Regions from separate parts of the Oryzias latipes genome. Here region 1 is linked to region 2. A link is a contact called in public Hi-C data. All regions are on one chromosome and are shown on one strand. Each heading gives the region's core, a stretch centred on a gene start, on an enhancer-like site or on the middle of the called end of the contact. The rest is flanking DNA. Distances are from core to core; before and after follow the strand shown.

Region 1 (4,270 bases), core at 45-2,544, 140 kb after region 2:
GGCGTTCTGAAGCCCAGTAGAACAGTACCCAGTAGAACAGTAGTCCCAAACCTTTTTGCACCACTGGCTGATTTAATCCTTTAAATCCAGAGATGTCTGTGGTGACACCTAAATAACACGTTAGTTGGCATACCATATTTTCTGCACTATAAATGCACTTAAAGACTTTTATATTTTTCCAAAAAACAACAAAGTGCACCCTGCCTGACTACATACTGGTTGTGCTTTCTGGTGTCGAAGTGACTTTGACAGGTACACGATACTCAGTGAAAAATTTTATTGTGAATAGCCAAACGCAGCTAAAGTGTTTTAGTGGTACGAGTCCATTTTTATTATTGTATTATTTTGCTTTTTTAAGTAAACATGAAAACCAGAATTAATGGCAATTGATTATTTGATTGATTAATGGTATAGTGTTTCATAAGGTTCAGCCCCCTACTGTTATTCCACATGAGAATAATAAAAACTAAACATTATACCACACTGACAGATTATAATGGTTGGATAAATCTATTCATTGATTAATCATTACAGCCCTGGTTTTTACTCAATTTACATCTGCATTTTTACTTTAAGCCTCAGTTTATTTTGAAGAAGGAGGCTGATATATTAAAGGTATTTCAGTCTGTACCACTTACTTAGGAAATCTGTCCTTCAGCATCTTCATACATTGTCGTGTAGGTCTCAGTTGTTCAGTCGACCTCACAATGTCTCTATATTCAGCTCGGGACAGTCTCATCTGCATTTTGAACAAAGAGAAAGAATTCAGACATTTGTCATTGCAGCAAATGTTAGACTTAAAGACAAAATTACTGATGTGATAGCTAAAAGATGCCCTGCTAACCAGAACTATCTTTAGCATACGACTAAAACGATGCAAAAACGTACGTTATGCACATATTCTCTCATGTATGTAGGAGAAAATAACATATTTCCTGAAATAAAGCTCTAAAATGACAGAGAAAAAAACAGCAAACTGCTTGTTTACCTTCAATTCGTGCTGCTTTAGTGTAGCTTCGGTAGATACTTCCCGCTAGGAAGTTGAAGGGCCAGAGCCTGTGGTATTGACGCTCTGATTGGTCCACAACACCCACGAGGTCAGTATTCTAGTAGGCGATTGGCCAGTCGAATTCAGGAGGGCGTTGTCAACCTAAAACGTGTTGCAGGCTGCTACCAGTGTTGACATCCAGCTGGATTCTCATCTTCTGCCTTCGATGTGTAAGTCATGTGACACGTTAGGTGTTTTCCTGAACAAACGTGCATTTACTTTTAGACAGCGCTCGTTTGTTTGAGGGGCAAGCTGTGGAGAAACGCACGCGTTCAGCAAGAAAAAAAAAGAGGTGGTTTGATGTGTGTGACTGTCAAACTCAAAGGCTTTAACTCAAATGTAATCATATATTGCATAAAATCCTCGTGCATTGAGGATGTTTGGAGCTGTAACATCTAATGAATACAGTTTTCTGTGGTGCTGTACCGATTCATGATTTAAATATATTAAAGCAATAGTAAAAACAAAAAAAACATGTTTACACTTCAAATTCACAAGTTTTAAAAATAGTATTTACTTCAGAGAAACTTTTAATGAATGAAAATAGTTTTGGGGGGGGGGTAGAATTTTTTTTAAAATTGAATTCAGTTTATTGTATATTTTGAACTAACACCACTTATTTCATAAAAATATTATTGTTATTTTGTGATTAAATGTTCACTTGCTATAAATATGAGGTCACATACATTTTTTAAAACTTAAAAATTCTCTCATGAATAATCTGCTTTTACAATAGCATCGTTTAGCCAAACCAATTCTCATTTTCAAATTAATTTCCTTCTCAAATTACCAAATAGATATGCATTTTTTGTGCTTTTAGTTTGCTCGCAGTGTTCAGGAACCTAGCAAATAAATAAACAAACAAATAACAAAGCACTTTCCTCAACAACCTTTACGCTCAAATTCATCTGCAGGCTGGTATGATGACATCAAGCAATTCAATGTCCGTCGGACAATTTCTGTTTCCTGGGTGGACAATTCATTGTTGGGTGGAGAGCCTCCGTCTGACCTGTGGTGCATCAGAAAATGGAGCTCATTGTTGGTGGGCAGTGTAGTATGAGATCTGAGATGAGCTGAGGTCTCGGGCTGTGTGTTTACGCGCACCGTCCGTGGGTCTGAAAGGGCTCTGCGCCCAGTGCTTACTACAAAAGGAAGCTGTGTAGTAGGATTGGTACTGGCAGATAAGATCAGCCCCTCCGAGGAAGTCTGGTCTGATTGCTACAAAGGGCTGAGGTCAGGGGCAGAAGGAGCAGTTTATTCATCTAGGTATCAAGATCAGGGGTTTTGGTGGGCTGCTGTGCCTTTTAAAAGGATCAGTGTAAGGCGATGGCATTAAAAGATTTAAAAAATAAAAAGGTGGGGGGGGGGGGGGTCCAAAGGTGATGTGCTGTGATGGACACTAAAGCTCCAGGATTTGAGTGTTTTTTCCCCCCTGTGTTTTACTTATAATTGGTGTTTCTTGAATGTGAATCTTTGGTATGAGAGCCACGCTTCACTGTGACACGAGCTGATGCAAAAAAGCAACAGAGTGAATGGCAAATGAGGGGCACAAGTAAAGAAATGACTATTTTAGAGGCTGATTGTAGGCAGGGCAGTGGCTCACCCTGCCCTGCTAACCAGCTGTGAAGCGTGCTCACAGTTGGAGAGGAATTTACAAAGGATGTCTCCCTCTGATATGCAGGAGATGCTGCACTGATCTTTGCTTCGCTGCTCTCGGCACACTATTGTTGTGTTAAGCACCGTGCGACTAATGGTACTTCTATACGCCTAATGCTTTAAAAACACTTACATTTGACTTGTAGTAGAGGAAATCTGCAACGCTGTGTAGAAGAAGAAAAATCTGTATAAAAGAGTTTCTATTTTTTATTTTGTTTGACTATCAAATGTACGGTCTGTACCTGGGATTAATTTTGTATTTGCCCGTGTATAATTTTACTTTGACGTCACACCGTTCGAAGAAGTTGCTTATCGTGATTAATCATTTTGTGACTGCCTGCACAGCCAGAACATTTGCTAAAACCAAACGTTCTCCCTTTTTTTATCTGTAAATTCTGTGGATTCAATCCCAAGAACCGCAGATTTGCTATTTTTTAAAATCTGGAATCTCTGCTATAAAAATCTCTGTTTAAACATGAGGCAAACTAAAAGGCAGGAAATGCCTGCAGTATTAGCAAGGTATCAGATTCACATGATCACAGGGGTACAGCATGACTGCCTCCTGAAAATCCCACATCCATATTTTACATCACACAAGACAAGACACATGTGTTTCACTCAAGCTTTCAAAGCGGATTCTTCCCTTTATTTTATTATCCTATAATGAAATTAATTAGACAACATGTAATTAGAAGCAATTGCACTTACCCTCTCCAATCCACACACACGCACACACAGTTTTGCCAAACTCCTGCACACAATTTGGTTTTAAAAGGTTAGAAAATGTGCATTGTGAGTAAATCTAAAGCATTAATAGGGGATTGATAGTATTTTGAGATTGTATTTCATTCTAAACGGCAGCAGGCGGAAACAAAGGCTGCAGCCCAAGCTCATTAATCATTGTCAAGGAGTTGCCCGGGTGCAATTTGCATGACCGAGGTGGCTGCACATGATGCCGTTCGGACTGTGTTGCTGGATCTACCTCAATTTGGCTAGGCTGTTAAAGCTGTGTCAATCAAGAATAACCCAATAACAGTATGACAGAAGAAGACTGAAAATAAAGCTCTTCTAATTAACAAACTTTCCTTCATCTCCCTCCCGCTCCCTGTCTGCCCAATTTCTGTGTTGGTTTGGACTAATTAAACTGGGCTGATGACAAATGAAACAAGTGTGTTACTTAAAAAATGTGCATAAAATGTTTCTTAAAAAATTAAGGAAATCTATTCAATGTTTATATTTGAATATTGTGCCTGTTTTTTATTGTTTTTATTTTTTTTAAGTGAGCAGGGGTGTGGCCTTTCAACTTTATTCTGAAAGAGTAATCACTTTTATCTGTAAAGGAAGCTTTTATGCGGGTTTTGTCTGGGTTTTTTATTTATTTATTTGTCAGTCACAGTTTGGAGCCTCACTAAGCCATTGTAACTGGAGATAATTGGGTTGAGGCGTGATGCAGGGAACTTCAAAACTGAGGAGCAGTTTCACAGAGCAGTAATTTTTGCCTCTCTACACCGAATTACAACTAGAATTAGAATCTATCAGGGAGCAGGAAAAAAAACTAAAGAAAAC
Region 2 (4,285 bases), core at 82-2,581:
TTCGCAACCTAAATATTGTCACTAATTGGCTCGTGTGTTTATAGATTCCGTTAATTACGCACATAAATAGTCGACAAAGGAGATAGCTTTAAATTTTGACACGGTTTTCGTCATTGCCGGAAGTTTTTCAAGGCATGGATGCGTTTCTGTGGAGCTCCACATCGGGCACGCATAATTAGTTTCTTCTATTTTCACACTCCGGGTGTTTCCATCACTCTCCTTCGGGGCAAATCGCATACTTCAGCAATAAAGCCGCAACATACCGATATAATCTAAATATCTAGAACTGCATAAACTTCAAAATTCTCCCAAATTGTTTTATTTACATTAAACTTGGAAAGAAATCAGCTATGCACTCCTTCCTTTGACTGATAAAGAATGCGTCTTAAGCGTAAATCATAAAAAATATGATATTTTTGGTCTAATAATCCATCTTGAAAGCGTTTCATTTTATTGCGCCGTGAAAGAACGCACAGCAAAGCGACGTATGCAGTAAGATTTTTGTTACTTACCCTTGTTGTCCAAAAGAGGAGGGCAGAAAAAGTCAAGCCCAAGCGCACAAATCAAAGAGAACGACAGTATTTAGCTTATGAAAATATAATTCTTCTGAAGCAGAGTCTGCCGGGTTTGCTGTGTTTACAGAGCGCAAGAGAGACTTGGGAGACGCTGAATGCCTTTTCCCTCTCGCACAGCTCTGCTGCTCCTTCCCGGGGTATTGCGCGTTGAAATGTCCACACAGCCGTTTGTCAAACGCTTCAGTCCTGCACTTCCCACCCTCCCCTTCATGCCAACAAACATAACTGTTGTCAAGTTTTCATTTATTAACTCATTTCCCTTTAAAAAGAAAAAAAAACAGTTTTGTAATCGACCCTGAACGCTGCTTAGTATTTAGATTGTTGGAAGAGTTTATTGACCTTCCAACAGTAGCCACAGCCCATCTCCCTGTGCGTGTGTCTGCCTTAATCCTAACCTGTGAATAATTAATTTCCACCATAAAAAATGTCACGGAGCCACAAATGGAGCCTTTATGTAAGAGCCTATCAATACAGCCATGATGGCATATTATCACCGAAAGAGCTAAATATTAAAGGGGGGTAGATGACCTGGTTCTGTTTCGTGCGTAAAAGTGCTCGGGCTCCAAAAAGAACTTCATTGCAATCGATGGCCGAAGCTTTGCTCCTCCTCTAAACTTCAATCTTCTCACATGATTGATGATCTTGGGGAGCTTTGATAATTGACTGCTCTGAGGTAAGGCACGGGTTTCGATCAAGACGCGGATTGGACGAAAGATACATGCAAAATGACTTTCCCCACAAAAGCTTTTTTTCCTCTTGGAAAAGTTCATTTGGGGCTTAGAGGGGTGCTGAGTGCCGTTTAATTTGCTAAACAGACCAGAGTCATAATTAGCAGCGAGATTAGGAGGTATTACTGTGATATTAAGTATGCACGTTGGCTGATAAACACAAAACAGATTTAAAAAAGTAAGCGTCATAGCTGTCTATTAAACACAGATGTGCCATAGTACTTTCTTTAGACTATAGAGAACTTATTTTTGGACAAAAATCAAAATGAAAGATATCTGTTCATTTTGTTTGGTAATCGTTATACGTTTTGGTGCGTAAAAGCTGGATTCTTGTCGTGCGTGTTGCGCTCTAGCTAAATTTTATTTTGTATTAATATTCTATTTCATTATTCATCGATCTGAGCATTTTATTGTTGGTTTTGAATAAACATTCGCAGCCTAAGAATGCACTTTCAACTCTAACCTTTTCTTCTTTCTCTTCAGGACTCTTCCCGTGGAGGCAGAAATTGTGTGGGAGTTGTGTTGCTGTAGCTTTTTTACCCCCAGTGTGGAGTTGAAGCCGTCCCTGCGCCTCGCACATACTCTGCATATCACAAGATTTGGTCTATCCTCTCTCTTCTCTGGAGCTGCTGTAGGACTGGCTATGGCCACCACTACTTCCGGGATCCGTCACTTCATTCGCCCACCGCTCAGCGCTGCGAACTGACTCTGTTTCTATAAGCAAGCTAGCAGCCAACCTGCCAACACTCGCTGACACTCACTCATCTCAGTCTCGCCAGATAGACGAAATACCTACGGGGGGAAGAAAGGAGAGATCCGAATCGCCATCTTCTCATTTCTACTGCTTTCTTCTACTTTTTTTTACGGCGATAATAAAACAAGATAGCGATCTGGAGGCATTAAAGGAGACGCGGACTTGCGGGATGAAATCGGACTAAAAAGATTCGTCCTTCTCTTGAACATCATCACCGACCGTCATTCATTCATTACCTTGACAACCTCTGGCTTTGATTGACAGCTGGAGTGGCAAAAAGCCATGAGACACGACAGTTTAGTTACATGCAGGTTGTTGATGGGCCGATTGTAACCTTCACGTTGGCGCATTTTTTTCTTTTCTTTTTTTTCCGAGGAAAGAGAGTAAAACAAGAAAATTTGCAAAACTCTTCGATGCTACGAAACCAACTGAGCCGCAGAGGCGAATAGGAGAATTCGCAAAGTTGGTTGAGAAGGAATCTTGCCTCTAAATCACTCTCTAACTGGGACTGGGATATTAAATATACGGACATATTCGGGAGTTTATTGGAGCGCAGCCTGATGGCGCAAAGGGTAGGTTTTAAATCTCCAACACTTACCTGTTCAAACCACAATAGGGAGGCCATGGTGTCGCTTCTTCTCCTGTCGGGTGCTGCTGGCAAATTCACAAAGTATTCACTCTCGGAGTCACTTGTATTTTGACGTTTTTGCTGCGCTCTCACTCTTCAAGCGGAGTGACAGGCTTCGGTTTTTACCACCAGCCTCCACCACAGTCGTGGAGCAGCTTCCCGGGGAGACTCCAAACTAATTCGCTCTTTTCACCCTCCAACCTCTGCGAGCAGAGCGGAGCAGCAAAGTTAGAATGTTTCTGGTAAAGACAATCTCTAAAGCTGAGCTTTTCCACCACACTCTCCCGTCCCGTGCTGCGTAAAAAAACTCTTTCAGGCTCTTTTAGTTTCTCCGTTCCGCGTGTTGACAATGAAGTGTCCGGCATTTTTTTTGTACTTTTAGAGAAGTGCGCTCACTTTTCCCTCTAATTTTATTCCCAGTACGATGAGCTGGCTCACTACGGTGGGATGGATGGAGTCCCGACGTCGATGTACGGGGACCCGCACGCTCCCCGACCGCTTCCCCAGGTCCACCACCTGAACCACGGACCGCCGCTGCACGCCAGCCAGCACTACGGAGCCCACGCTCCTCACCCGAACGTTATGCCCACCAGCATGGGCTCTGCTGTCAACGACGTTTTAAAGAGGGATAAAGATCAAATTTATGGGTAAGCTTTTTGCTCGGACTCTACTCTTCCTAAGAGTTTCCTTAAAGTTTGAGGCTTTTGCGTAAAGTTTAGTTTCTCTTCCGCCGTTGCGCTTAACTGGTGTTTTGGTGCAGGATTGACCGCAATTTGAAGCTCTATTGTTGGTTAGGGGAGTTTTGTTGATGTGTAATTTTACACTCATTGTATAAGGCATCGTGAAGCCTGCAGTAAGTAAGAGTATGAGCCTTGAGCTTGTAAAATAATATGGGAGCTCACTGTCCTAAAGTCAGGGACTGCACGGAATTACAGCAAACACGTTTAACTCGCATAAAAAGGCAACGCACGCTTTTTAAAAACTGAATTTAACCCTGAAAAAAATAATAAAAAGGCAAAAACTAAAAACACTTCCAATAACTCCTGTTCTTCTGTTATATTTGTGAAGGGAATTTGGAGATACACACTCACACACGTAGAAGGATTACGTTCCGACTCAAGTCCACTTTTTATAAGACTATTTTCAAGCACAGAAAGAGACCGCCTGCTCTTCTGGATGAGTGAAAAGTCAAGATATGATTACAGCTGTCGCGCACTAATACGCACACAGAAAGTGCTATAATCCACAGATATAATCTGCGTGGAGTTAATCCCGCTTTTCTCTCCCTAACTGTTTATATTTATGGGAAATATTCCCGCAATCATTTATTCAATATTATAGAAAAAAGGCACAAAAGTTGGTTCTCTGGAGTTTCTATTTAATGCCGATTTTTTTCTGGAATTATTAAAAATAAAATGTGATATTTTGAGAAATTAAGAGAATAAAAAAAAAAAAAAAACGTTTTCTCAATGTCATTGGAGTGAGTCAAAGCTATGGGCCTTTCTATAGTAAAGACTACTCGTAAATTAGCAGTTTAACAGTTCATTGTGAGCGTTTGGTGTATTTTCACTGAAAGTATAATTTTACACATTCCCGCGAT

What was found. A called contact is a pair of places that touch in the nucleus more often than the background predicts.
Region 1: a Hi-C map of fibroblasts shows a contact between it and region 2, with 4 times the contacts expected there. The contact joins the promoter of c22h15orf41 here to the promoter of meis2 in region 2. A contact is called at or near these places in 3 of 5 Hi-C or Micro-C datasets (embryo, fibroblasts and gastrula embryo).

The regions. Positions count from the first base shown.
Region 1 is chr22:7,312,393-7,316,662 of ASM223467v1, forward strand. c22h15orf41 reads right to left here and starts at 1,295. Exons shown (of 11, transcript XM_011490240.3): 1 at 989-1,295; 2 at 639-739. The coding sequence starts at 739.
Region 2 is chr22:7,172,036-7,176,320 of ASM223467v1, forward strand. It overlaps meis2 (homeobox protein Meis2), which reads left to right and starts at 1,332. Exons shown (of 14, transcript XM_020713483.1): 1 at 1,332-1,422; 2 at 1,787-2,629; 3 at 3,106-3,332. The coding sequence starts at 2,618. LOC105356905 (a long non-coding RNA gene) reads right to left here and starts at 657. Exons shown (of 2, transcript XR_910956.3): 1 at 513-657.